3 separate regions of the Gossypium hirsutum genome follow, and all the other regions are linked to region 2. A link is a contact called in public Hi-C data. All regions are on one chromosome and are shown on one strand. Each heading gives the region's core, a stretch centred on a gene start, on an enhancer-like site or on the middle of the called end of the contact. The rest is flanking DNA. Distances are from core to core; before and after follow the strand shown.

What was found. Hi-C and Micro-C count contacts between places; a contact is called where the count stands out from the background.
Region 1: a contact with region 2 is called in a Hi-C map of leaf, with 2.6 times the contacts expected there. The contact joins the promoter of LOC107893968 here to the promoter of LOC107893963 in region 2. A contact is called at or near these places in 5 of 34 Hi-C or Micro-C datasets (callus and leaf).
Region 3: a Hi-C map of leaf shows a contact between it and region 2, with 4 times the contacts expected there. The contact joins the promoter of LOC107893965 here to the promoter of LOC107893963 in region 2. A contact is called at or near these places in 10 of 34 Hi-C or Micro-C datasets (callus, hypocotyl, leaf and 1 more).

The regions. Positions count from the first base shown.
Region 1 is chrA13:19,027,540-19,032,435 of Gossypium_hirsutum_v2.1, forward strand. LOC107893968 (sucrose transport protein SUC3) reads right to left here and starts at 1,582. Exons shown (of 16, transcript XR_001683077.2): 1 at 965-1,582; 2 at 158-223; 3 at 1-10.
Region 2 is chrA13:18,775,203-18,779,933 of Gossypium_hirsutum_v2.1, forward strand. It overlaps LOC107893963 (UDP-galactose/UDP-glucose transporter 3), which reads left to right and starts at 1,392. Exons shown (of 7, transcript XM_016819126.2): 1 at 1,392-1,765; 2 at 2,309-2,406; 3 at 2,524-2,654; 4 at 2,859-2,889; 5 at 3,025-3,128; 6 at 3,310-3,431; 7 at 3,853-4,506. The coding sequence starts at 1,662. The coding sequence ends at 4,258.
Region 3 is chrA13:18,911,479-18,915,877 of Gossypium_hirsutum_v2.1, forward strand. LOC107893965 reads right to left here and starts at 2,358. Exons shown (of 1, transcript XM_016819127.2): 1 at 1,451-2,358. The coding sequence starts at 2,191. The coding sequence ends at 1,577.

The DNA of each region.
Region 1 (4,896 bases), core at 332-2,831, 250 kb after region 2:
AAGGTTGAACCTAAGATCAAAATAAAAACAACTCAATAGATCACATATAAAGACAGCAATCTTTTAAGTGTAGTCATTTACATCAATTATTGCACCACCATAATAATGAACAGGGCATCAATATAAATTTATATGTAATATGGTTCCCATCACCTACCACAAGACCAGTTATTGGACCACAAAGCCAAATGAACGAAGAAAAAGCATGCTCTATTCCAAGTGTCTGCATGAATCAGCCAATATGAATGGTCAAACAACAAGGGAAATGCACCATAAGCTCAAAAGAAGCTCAGAGCAGTTGAAAAGGAATCAAGGCTGAGGCTAATAAAAAATAAATAAATACAAAGATAATGTTACCCAGTTTCACAAAATATTTTGAGAATTACTTTATGATTAAAACATGTTCTTCGAACAATGGCCATACTTTTTCTTCTTTTCTCAGAAGAACGACAATAATCAACAAAGCAAAAGCATTCTAGCCTTTTACTCCTTTTTTTTTTTATTCCTTTTCAAACACTGCGAGGGCCTTCTATGATATGTTAAAAATTACAAGTATTTCTAGAAATTATGAGAAGAAATAGAAAGAAATTATATAAAGAGTTTTTCTCTCACGCCATAATCTTTCTTTTCCAAATTGTAATTGCACCCAAAATTCTTTCTAAAAATCCATGAAAATTAGGCAAATTACCGACTAAACAATAAAGAAAAAGTATTGCAGTGTATACTTTCTAATTGATGATTCAAAAATATCAACAAAAGAGTACTTGGCGCTGATATTCTTTTATTTCTATTTCATAAAATTAACAAAAGCAAAGCACAACATGCCATCTAATAATAACACTGATCTAATTCAAACACATTGCACAGAGTTCAAAATTAACAACATGCATAGTAAATAACCTAATTTTCTCCGTTACTTAAAAATAAAAAAAGTATTAAGGGAAAACACACACAAAAAAAGGACCTGAATGTAAGGAGTCAAAAGCGAAAGTTGCAAAGCCCAACCAAATTGAACCCCGGCGGCGATCGTACAACTAAGAGCGAGAGTTATCAAGCTACAATCCTTAGATCTAACGTGGATCGGCGACGATAAGTTAGAGTTTCCGTTGGGAAATCTAGCCGAAGGCGGCGAAGCAGAAGTTGAAGGAGAGCCAGGAGACGAATTTAGATCGATCCGACGATGATATGGATCGTCGATCATTTCAACTTCCGAATCTTTCCTTAAGTTCCTGTAAGGAACCTTGACAGAAACTGAGTCACTCGTTCCTGCCATAGCCTCTTTGACTCAGCCGCTGGTTATCCTCCACTAGTTAACTCAATTAAAACCTTTCACATTAAAACTTTTGAATATACCATGAAAAAAGAAAAAATTGAAAATTGAAAATTGAAAAATGAAAATAAAATTGTTCTCTTTTTGTATATTAAAATTTAGATCTAAATTGCTAGAGCAAGAGAAGAAAAGGAGATTAAAGTTAAAAAGGTCAAATTTGGGCGGGTGTGAAGGAATTTTGCAATATTAGAAAGGACTACGGTCGCTCGTTCCCTCGCGCTTCTGGCTCTTCTTTGGTACGTCACATCTTCCTTAATGCGGTTGCGTTTTGTGATTTCTTGGGTTAATTCCAACGAAGGAATTCAAATTAATTTCGGTAAAAGTAGCATATAGAGCTTTGTATTTGGAGTCAAATTATATTTTGTCCCTCTTTATTAAAAATGGGTATATTAATTCTTGTACATTAGATTAAAAAGTAATTTTTTTAATAATTTCATCCATTTCTACTGTTAAAAATTGGCATGCCTGACAAAATAACTAGTTAATTACATGTGGCATGCCATGTATACCTCATTTTGACATACAAGGACTAGTTTTAACAATAGAGATGGGTAAATTTTTTATCAGAACAATTTACTCTTTGATCGAATGTATAAGGACTAATTTGCCTATTTTTTAGTAGTGGGGTAAAATATAATTTAATTCCTAGTACAAGAATCTCTATAATACTTTTATTAGTTAATTTTTAAAATTCAAAAATATTTTATTTTATTTTTACCTTACAAATTAGAGAGAGGAATTAAATTAACAAGATTTGAATCCTATCCTTGAAACAATCTTAACCATTACTCCTTTATACAGTTGGCTAAAACATTTTAATTGGATCATTAAATTATTAACATTGTATAAGTCAAGTCCTTTCTTTTACTCAAATCGACGTGGAACATATTTAAAATATATGAATCAAATTATAAATATGTTTGTATCTATCACATAACATTTTTTTTATTTAATGTGTTAAAAAGGGAAAAAATTAGAAAGTACCAACAATTTTTTTAATATTTATATTTTAAACATGTTTATTTAGTAGGTATATAAGTTTACAATTTGATCCACATGTTTTAAGTATATTCTATGCTAATTTTGATACAACAACTATGTTCAAGCTATTGATTAAACTAACAAGGGGACCTGATTGATACAATATTGATGCTTTAAGAATTTAATTAGAACACTTTAAAATTTAAAGACTAATTTAAATTTAGATCATGTTTTGAGAACATCTTATGAAATTAACCTATTTTTTATAAGATGGATCTTTTTAAGTGTGGTGTCCACTTTCTAGTTTTTTACTAATAATGATGACAAGCCTTAGAGATCAAATTTCAAAAGTTGACACCAAAGATAAGAAACGACGACGGAATGTGATAAACCGTAATTCATACATATTTCTATCCCATGCTTAGCACATTTTATGGATGATTTTTTCTTAAAATTGGTGAATTCGATGCTCCTAATGCCTTAATTTCATGTTTTATACTTAGGTGAGCATAGGAGAGTGAAAGGACCGAGAAACAGGCCAAAAACAGAGAAAATGGGCCAACGTACGAAATCAACACGGCCTAGACTTCCTCACACGGGCGGACCACATGGCCGTGTCCCTTTGGCAAGGTCAAAGCATGATTGACACGAGTAGATCACACGCCCGTGCCCATTTAACAGCCTTGACCACGGCCTTAAGCAATCGCACACGGGCGTGTCCCTGCCGAGCCCAAGTTTAGTCCAATTCGGAAAAGGCCAATTTTAAGGGCTCTTAGGCATTCCAAAGCCTATTTAAACACCTGAGGAGGCACTTAGATGAGGGGACGGAGGGGAGGAAGAAAGGAATTGCTCAAGGAAAGCCAATCGATCCATCTCAGAAGCCGAATTCACCATCAAGGCTGAAGATCTCCCTTCAAATTCCCTCAGGAGTTTTGGGTTTTCTTATGTTTTGTTATTTTTATTCTTTTGAGATGTGTTCTTTCATTAGTATGAACTAAAACCCCTAAATACCTAAGGGGAATGAAACCTAAGACAGATCTTGTTATTATTATCTGAATTGTATGATAAATATTTGAATTGTTCTTAATTATGTGTTCTTAATTCTTGTTTTGATATTCCAGCATATTGATTCACGTTAAGCTCTTATTCAGAGAAGGAATAGACCCTGTCTAAGATTAAATTTGTCATAATTAAGCGGAGTTGGTTGCGTGCCTAGAGATAGGGTGACAAGATTTTGCCGAATTAGGGTGAATCCTAATAAGGGGATCCATAGATCGAGTTAATGCAACCCTAGGGCGTTAATTAGAAAGAGATTTCAATTATTCAATCTAGGGTTAGACGTTGTTAGTCTCGAAAGAGATAATAATCTAACTTAGAGATCTCTACGGAACAAGTTGAATGAATAAGTCGTCTGATTCAAACTCAAATAACAAGTGAAGTCTAGGTGGATTTTTCCTTAGGTATTGTCTTAATCAATCGAGTTTTACAAAAAGTATTTTCCCCAAATTTCTTTTCTGTGATTTCTTAGTTTAGTTAATTAGTTAGATAAACAAAACCCTTTTATTTTTTAGGCTAGATAATAAAAAGAAAGTTGATACTAGTACTTTTAGTTCCTTTGGGTTCGATAATCCAGTTTTGCTAAAGCTATACTACTGTTCGATAGGTACATTTGCCTTCATTGTGATAATAGTTAGTTTTAAGAACGATTCATTATAAATATTTAAAACCTGTCACGAATATCACGTATCAGAATGTTAAATCAGGATCGTTTATTTATTGAGATGGAAAAAGGAAACCACCGACAAATGGAATTTTGAGTCAAGTCTACGGACAAAGCAGGCTATTAAAACAATAGCCAACCATTGACAAACAAATTTCAAGGTGGTTTATGTAAGGGATAATTATTTATTTTATTTTTTTAATGAATTTTTACTTATTTATTTCATTATTTTTTGTTTAGAGATTGAATCAATTGAACCGGATATACTTGTGTGAAAAATAATGAAAAAATTGAAAAGAAGAACATAGAATTTTTACATAGAAAAACTCATTCCGAAAAGATAAAAAAATCACGGTCAAAGATAATTTCTTTAAATCGTCAAAAAGTAAATAGTATAAAGATAGAGATAAAAATTAAACCCCAAAAGCCAAAAATAAGAACCTTTAAAGAAAGCTTGTAAAAGTTATTACTTAAATTTTTTATAGGTTAATCTTTCTACGGTAGAAAAGGGCCTAGTTATAGGCTGAAATTTATAGCTTATATGACTAGAATATCCCTAGGTTAATCAGAGTTGAAGTGGGAAACTAAAACAAAGTTGAACTAAAAGAAGAAAATCATGAAACTTGAGGAACACGTTGCTATATCATGACGTAGAGTTTGTTCATCGAGACGAAGAGCGATCGTATCATCGGGAGTGATGTCGTCTATTTGTCGAGGCGATGAGTCTTGTAACAGCCCAATTTTGGGGGCTAGTCAGAATAGTAGTCTCGAGACAACAAATTCGAAGTCAGAGAAATTATTTTATTATTAAAATAGAGTCATAGCATGTTTATGATAGTGCATGAAAAATTTGGTGAGCTAATTT
Region 2 (4,731 bases), core at 142-2,641:
ACACTTACAATTAACAAAAATACATTTTTTCATAACATTTCCCAAACTTTATAAAAGCAATTAGCAATAGAAATGTTAAACTTATCCTATTGTAAGCTTGTAAATTTTAACTTGAAAAATAATAAAATATTTTATGCATAATTACTAAAAAAATAAAAACTAATTTAGAAAACGCATTAGAATATTTTAAATTTCTGTCCCTGCACCTAACATATTACTTTTCATGCAATGGATCAAAATGATTGCATAAAAACTAAACCGGGCTTCCAAAAGAATTAGACCAATCCCTGTTGCGGCCCATTTAGGTCCAACCATTTCATTTATTGGCTTCCCTTCAAAGTCAAAGAGAGCTTTTAAATAGTTCTAATTTCGAAATTTCTCCCACTACTTTACAAGAATTGAGAAATTAGTCCACCTATTTCTATTTGTAATAATTTGGTTTCTGTACTTTAGAAAACTAAAAGGTTAGTATTGTTAAATCTCAAACTTAAAAATCAACCTTTCAACTATTTATATACGAAAGAAAATAGTGAAATTCAATAGTTGAGTAATTTATATGCAAAAATGACCAAAAATTACTATTTCAATAATTATATTAACTCCATAGTTTTAATAAAGTATGAAGTATGGGAGTAACTTGGCCGAGTCAAAACCGAAATTCAGGACTTGATATTTGGCTCAAGCTCAATTAAACATTAAATTTTAAGTTTGGGCTCAACTTAAGACATTATTGATCTACTTGAGCTCAAGTTCAATTAAGTTCCTTTTATCAATTTTCATATTCAAGCACGATTAAACTCACCTATACTTAAACTCTTTCTATATGATAAGGACAATTACATAATTTCATAATATAAAAATATATTACAATGAAAAGCTTGGTTAGATTTGTAAGTCGTTTGGATTGAGTATCATGATTCTCAAATCTATTTGAATAATAGCTTGAGTTGCTCGGGCTCGACTTGGTTATTATCAAATTGAATTTGAGGTTTTTTTTTTATTTACTTTTCATATGAGTATAACATTATGATTACTAGTTTTTATTTTTTGATACAATGCCTAGAACTATCTATAGTCCCTCTTCAACCCTAAATAAGAAGATAATGTGCTTCAGCACGCACGAACCCACATTCTCTTGCGTTGACAATAATGCCGATGCCAACTGAGCTAAGATTAATTAACTAAAGTTGAGTTATTTTTAGTTGAAATTGAATGGCTTTTGAGTACTAATATCTCATTTGCACAGCTTGTATGAAGACTAAATTGTGAAAAATTAAAATAAATGATTAATTTTGTTAAAATTCATAAATCAAAGGGATGAAATTTAAAATTAGACCTATAGAAAACTTTTTGGACGTTACGGTGGGGTTGAACATGAAGCTTGACGGAGGGATTGGAGAAACAGCACAAGGCCGCGTTTCAATAACCAATCAAAAGAAAGTCATGAAGTCATCAATCCAATAAAATAAAGACACGTGGGTAACCCACGTAACTTGGCGCTCCCTTCTTATTTTATGTTTTTCATTTTTGCTTTTTTTCACAAAAGATCTCTTTTTCCCTCTTTCGTGATCTTCGATCTCCGTTCTTTTTCCCTTTTGGGTTTACCATATAATCTTCGCAATTGAATCAAAGTGAGAAAACAGTTATCGAGCGGCGTCGTAATGGAGGCACACGGCGCCGGACTCCGGCGAGTTTTGGTGTTGGCATTTTGCGTTGCCGGGATTTGGTCTGCCTATATTTACCAAGGCTTTCTTCAGGAAACTCTGTATGTATTATTTTTGTTTTTATTTTATTTTGTTATGTTTGATTTCTTCTGAACCTTTTTCGATTAGTTATTGCTTTGCTTGATCTGTTGTTGGAAATCCTTTTTGAATGTATTTTTTTTTTAATTTGCAACGAATTATTCGTAATCTTAGTTAATTCAGAGGTAGGTTTAGATGCGAAGAATAAAAATTTTGGATCTAGGTTAACATGTTACGGTTCGTTATTGATATGACTGTTATTTCTTTGAATTTGAATAAATTGTCGTGATTCTTCCATTTCTTCTTTTTACTTGGAACTTCTTTTTGTAGATAGCAACTGTTCATTTAAATAGTATCGTGTGTGTGTGTATTAATTTTTACTGATTTTGCGCTGGCATTTTCAAAATTTCACGTTGATAAATTGTTTTGCATTGATAAATTTCAAATTGCTAAAATGGATAGATGGGTGACCCGTCTTGGGAGAAAGATGTAGCTTTTCAACGAGTAAATTGTAGTCGTTTATGGTTTTCTAATTACATTTTCTTTTTATACTTTGTTGAGTTTAGGTCCACCAAGCGATTTGGTTCCGACGGGAAGAGGTTTGAGCATCTTGCATTTCTTAACTTGGCGCAAAATGTGGTCTGCTTAGTTTGGTCTTACATAAGTAAGCTTCTCCATTTGCACTATCATAATGTTTTTATAAATTTGGCTATATATGTACCATTGACTGGTGAGAATTATGGAAAATAATAATATGTTTGTTTTTGTGTCTTTCATCCAGTGATAAAGCTTTGGTCCAGTAGAAGCAATGGTGGTGCTCCCTTGTGGACTTATTGGAGTGCTGGAATCACAAATACAATTGGTCCGGCCATGGGTATAGAAGCATTGAAGTACATCAGCTACCCGGCTCAGGCATGTCTTTGATTCTCCATACTTTTATATGTCTTCTCTTTTTGCCTCATCTGTTTAAGTTCCCTCTAGTTATTGCCCATTAAGGTATTACCTGAATTGACAGATTGTTTAAATTCCTAGTTTGGCTGCTTTTGTAGGTGAACATGTGTAGTTGGAGTCTTTGGTATTAAGTTTAACGCTTAATGTTGCTTGTCTCTCTTGCAGGTGTTGGCCAAGTCCTCAAAAATGATTCCTGGTAAGATATAACTTATTTTTTGCAATTCCTTTTTCTCACGTGTTTTCATTGATCGGTACATTTCTGGTATAATGTAAACTCCTTTTCTCATCTTGTTTCAGTAATTAGCTAATAATGTATTATATGTTTATGCAGTCATGCTGATGGGCACTCTAGTTTATGGTATTCGATACACTTTCCCCGAGTATGTCTGTACTTTCCTTGTGGCTGGAGGAGTATCTGCTTTTGCACTTATGAAGGTGGGAAAATGTTAAAAGTTATGACTGTAAAAAACATTGCTACTTTTATTTTGTGATTTATAATTGCTATCTTGCTTATTTTCTAGGCATATTGGAGGAGTAAATATCATTAAGCTTCCCCTATGAAACTCCTGTTCTGAGTCATATATTGCTCTTGTGTCTGCTTTGATCTTTATTCCAGACTAGCTCTAAAACAATTAGCAAGTTGGCACACCCCAATGCACCCCTTGGATATGGGCTCTGTTTTTTGAACCTTGCATTTGATGGCTTTACAAACGCTACGCAGGATTCAATAACTGCAAGGTATGTTTGTGGAAACATTTTCATACTTTTTATCTTTGGTGCCGTGTTCTTCTCTTAAAGCATTTATTATTATGATCATCATCATCATCTTAACATGGACATTGCTTTTTGGACAATAATCCTAGTATTTTGAAAATAATTGTAATAGAGGGATTGAGTTTTGAAGCAACTGGCTGACTTCAATATATACTCTGCTTTGTAAATCTTCAAGAATGAATTTTTGGCAATCAAGATTCATGAGAACTAAACAGATCAGCTTGCTGACACAACAAACCTCGGTTCCTCCATTTCTTGCTGTGGCCCCTAAAAATCCTGCAATTATTGATATCTTGCCAGCCTTTTTTTTATTCTAATTAGAACTGATTTTCTCTTGTTAATTCAAGTTTATATCGCTCAAATCTTTTTGGTTTCCTTTGCCTAGGTATCCAAAGACAAGTGCTTGGGAAATCATGTTGGGAATGAATCTATGGGGCACCATATACAACATGATTTACATGTTTGGCTGGCCGCATGGTAGTGGTTTCGAGGCAGTCCAGTTTTGCAAGCAGCATCCAGAAGCTGCTTGGGATATTCTCCTCTATTGCCTCTGCGGTGCTGTTGGCCAAAATTTCATCTTTCTTACCATAAGTCGATTTGGCTCCTTGGCAAACACAACCGTTACCACCACACGCAAATTTGTCAGTATCGTGGTGTCTTCTCTGCTGAGTGGCAATCCACTGTCCCCAAAGCAATGGGGTTGTGTACTAATGGTCTTCTCTGGGTTGTCATACCAAATCTACCTCAAATGGAGGAAGCTGCAGAGGCTGCCGAAAAAGAAAAAGACCTAAAGGATGCCCTCTTTTGACAGTTTTGAACTTTACGAACTCTCATCTTTTCCCTATTGTATTTTTTAACCGTCCCTACGGTATACTATCATTGCAGCCCTAAGGTTCAATGGTATCCCAATTTTAAGACAAATACTTAGAAATTGGTAGATGTAATTGAAAAGATCTTCATCTGTATTTGTCAACTTATCATATCAAGGTTTATGAAAGAAGGCTTTAGTTGCATCGAAAGAAGATGCATTTCTCGTCTACTTTTTCCCCTACCCACAAATAGAAAATGTATCTTAATATTGGAAGTCTAATCTTACATTTATTGGGTGTTAAGGCATTATATGAACTAATTGAGCAAACTTTCGATAGTCTCTCTTTTCATTGATGCCATTAGCAAGCCCATCTCTTTATGATAAAGTAGGGCAGGTGAGTTAATCGTTACATATCACAGCCAAAACAGCACCTAAAAAGTTTATGGCCAATAG
Region 3 (4,399 bases), core at 1,108-3,607, 140 kb after region 2:
AAGTTGATCCAAGATGCATATTGGTCATTGAATGATCAATGTTGTTGTAAAGGAACAATCCATTACTTATGGATGGATAGATTATGTAACTTGTTACTATGCACCATGGCAACATATTGCATCAAGATGTCATATATGAGCATTAATTCAAAAGCTAGTAACTGTTTATTCTCCTTAAATCCGCCGGCCTCTGTTTCGACGTTGCCTTAGCCAGTTGGATTAGTCGACTTGAGTGAATTCCTCGATCGAGTTTTCTTTTTTATTTTAGAGATCAGAGCAGGGGTCTGGATTTTATGTCTTGGCTCTATAATTGTTTCTTCTTCCTTGATGAGGTCTTTAATTAGCTTAAAGTCTCTTGTGACGATCTCCCTTGGGGAGGCAGCTTCTGAGTTCTGAACGAAAGAGAGAAGACTAGTTGACCCCGACTTAGATATGTGCTGAGGTGGAACGGTGCCATTGCTTATGACGTTGATCTTCGCCTTGTGTACAATGTATATTGCATTAGTATTAAACTTTTTCTACTGTGTCAGGCTTTTGATTTGTTGATAGAGACATGGTTCGGGGATTTCATTTGTCTGCGTCGCTAATCTATCTCGTTGGGGAGGGCTGGGTTTATCGATCAAAATGTTCGGACTTGTAGATCGGTAACCATGGTTTCTCCCTACCTTGTACTTGTTTTCTTAAAGCCGTTTTTTGTTTTTTTGGTTCGCTTGTGGGTAAGGCTGTTCCATGTCGGCTTACGACGTGGACGTTCTCTTGGGTCTGTTTTGTACTGATCTCTCCCGCTCTGGGAGTTGAAAATGAACAACAAAAAAGAACCTATATCAGGTAAGGTTTAGAGGAAGTTCAGATGGTGAAGTTCGGATGTTCATTGTTTGATATACAACACAACTTGATTAACTCGATTTGGACCTCAACTCGTTCCAACAGGAACTCAAATTGACTTGAATCCAAACTGATTTGAACCTAACTTGAAATGATCAAAACCGAATATAAGCCTCAAACCCGGAATGATACAAAACTGAAACAACCTAAACCAGAAGTGCTCTAAACTAGTAGAATCAGAATTATCCAAGGAAAACATGATTCTTGAACCCGAAAGATACAAATTCAAAACAATTTGAACTTATAATGGCTTAAGCCCGAAATACCCAAAAGATATAAAATTCTAATTAATATATCTAAATTGATTCGATGCAAAACTAATCTAATTTGCTCAATTAACAAGTCTAGTTGGAAAATCGATAATTTAGAGAAATCCATTAGGCTACTACTCCTACTAGTTAACCTCGCACCAGTAAAATCAAAATGCATCATCTGAAATAGAGAGCCTCAACCCATGTGCTCTGAAGTGTAATCAAAGGACCCCAATAGGTGCAGTAAAATTAAAATGCATCATCTTTAGTACTAAAATGCATAATCAAAGGAGCCTAGAATTGTACACATATAGTTAATCAAATGAAAATTTAAAGAGATACATTATCTTCTCAATTAAACTATAACAATGTGACACCAAAGTTGTATAAAAAAAATATCAAAGCAAAACCCAGAATTTACATACCTTTCCAGCTTTAACCTAAAACCCCTTAGGTCCAGTTTCTTTCAAAACAACAGGTTTCTCGGCCATGGCGAGACAGTACTTTGCAATCTCTCTAAACCTAGGGACGCTCCTAAGATCAACCTTAGTTCCATCTTTCAAGGTTATGATAACGTCACCCCATTCACCTATGAAACGCGGCACCACCTGCACGTCCTTAATCACCTTGTAAGAGAAATCGCTCCTATCCTGACCCGTCAGTCCCGAAATAACCGTCACCCGCAGGTTGGTGAACCTGTACCTGAGGAAAAACCCCCTCGAAACGGCGGCTAGAGTCAACGGCAGCCATAGAAGAGTGAAACCCAGAAGCAGATTGGCTAAGAGGTCCCCGTAGTGGGCTCCGCCGTCGAAGAAGATGGTTTCTTCTTTGGGGCTTTTGGAGGAGGGTTGGGCGGGAGTGGTGGTTGCGGCGGGTTGGTCAGTTGGGGAGGACACGTGGAGCCTGGAGGACGGTCTGTTGTTTCCAGAAATGGATTTGAAGAGGAAGTTACGTACAGGAAATTTGGAGGAGGGATGGAGGGAAAGGTGGGTGATAGAAGTGGCGCCCGCGGCGGTGGCTATGGCGGCCGGTGAAAGAAGAGAAGTAGAGGCCATGAAGGATTATCCGTTTGAGAAGAGGCAGATGGGGAGAGGCAGTTAAGTTGAGCCGTTGCTGGTCGTGTATTTGCCACGTCACACGCTAAAAACTCACTATTTAGTTCTGGTCAAATTCTGCTATTAGTCCCTGCATTATGCATAAATTATTTATTAGTTTTTAATTTGGGTCAATTTTAATTTTTATATTGTTTTCAAATTTTAAAACTTCAATTCTGATCAGATGAAATATGTCAAATTCCTTAATGCTCCATTTCGAAACATGAGTCGAAAATTTTAAATCTAAACTTCATTTATTATGTAAATGATAAGAATGAAATGCATATATTATGGACAGAATAATTGAAATTCAATCTAATATATTAGAAAATTGTAAGGGTAAACTATACCCATGGTCAATCTAAAATAGAGATTTTCCTATTTTAGTTAATTAATTTTTTTCTCAATTTAGTCCCACTGAATAAAAAATTTTCCAAACTAATTACTATTATTAAATTTTTCATCATCTTCTACAAATTATTGACGTGACACATTAATCCCTTGAGTGATCGATACATGGCAAATTTTTTTTTGTTGACTTTTTCGAGCACCATTTCATCTTTGAAGAAATCTTATTTTCTTTGTTGAACGTCCACCAATTCCCTGTCCTACATTACCCTTATTGCATCTGTAACACCCCTAACCCGTATCCATTGCCAGAATAGGGTTACGAGGCATTACCGAATAATACACATCGTTCACATACAATTATGCATTTATAATCAATATCTGTTCAACTCATACACATTGTCCCTTATAAGGTCTTACGAGGCCTTAAAACATGCCTAGAAGTAGTTTGGGACTAAACCGATAACATTAGTAAACTTTGAGAAACTTTTAAAATTTTCAAACATTAAAGGGTCGCACACCTGTGTGAATAGGCCGTGTGTCTCACACGGTCACCAGAAACACCCTGTCATAGGCTGTGTGAAAACAAGGCATACATACTGACCTGTAGCACACGGTCGAGGACACGCCTGTGTGCCATGACCATGGAAAAACTGAAGGGGTTACTGACTTGTGTCACACAACCAGCCACACGCCCATGTGCCAGCCCGTGTGTCACACACAGCCAGTAGACACGCTCGTGTGTCTAGACCGAGTCAAACCTGTAAGGTATACTGACTTTAACTCGAAGGGTATCCCAGGAGACACACGATCGTGTAACTTAACCGCATGTCGCACATGGCTGAGACACAAGCCCGTGTCTCTGCCCGTGTGGACAAAAATAGGCCATTTGTAAAGCCAAATTTCCACCCTTTTCTCATGCACACAAAGTAACCAAATTGGTACCAATTCAACACATATATAGGCAGCCAAAACATGCCAAATCAATATGCCACAATCATCAATTTCACATAACTACTAAATGCATTTACTCATCAAATTATCATCTATATCATGACACAAATTTTACCATATCATTCAAAATCAAACCACAATATGCCAATCTTCCAAGCATTAATACATCAACTACGAATTAACCAAATAAACAACCATTTGGCTATATCAACAACTATGGCAAACATACCAAAACAAGCCGACATATAGGGCATTATATACATCATATATATCACTTATCAAACATATAATTCAAGCAAACTTAAATGGCCATATACACCAACATTTACAAGCTAGATCTCATGGCTAATATCATAACTCAAAATATACCAAGGTGACACTAGCCTACACATGCCATATACCATATATACAAAGCTTCAAAAGTACCAACAAAATGATCGATAGTGTGATGACACTTCCTGACTATCCTCGAGTCCAAGTTAGCTTTGATTCTCTATAAAACATAAACAAATAACACACAGTAAGCTTCATAGCTTAGTAAGTTCGTACTAAATATACTCAACAGTTCATAATATACAAATCATCAATTCGAACTAATTAATATTTAAATCATGATGACTAACAAACTTTTCTCATACTTACTCAATTGTTTATGAATAAGTTCATAACTTCTTCTATTTGGATTTCATGCTTTATATGTACATACCTGTACAAATTCTTATCGAACTCATACCTTTATGTGATACTGTTGAATACTCGATATCTCGCACACTAAGTACCTTTCATAGCTGAAGCTATTATAATCTCGCACACTAAGCGCCTTTCATAGCCGAAGCTATCTCAGTCTCACACACTAAGTGCCATATA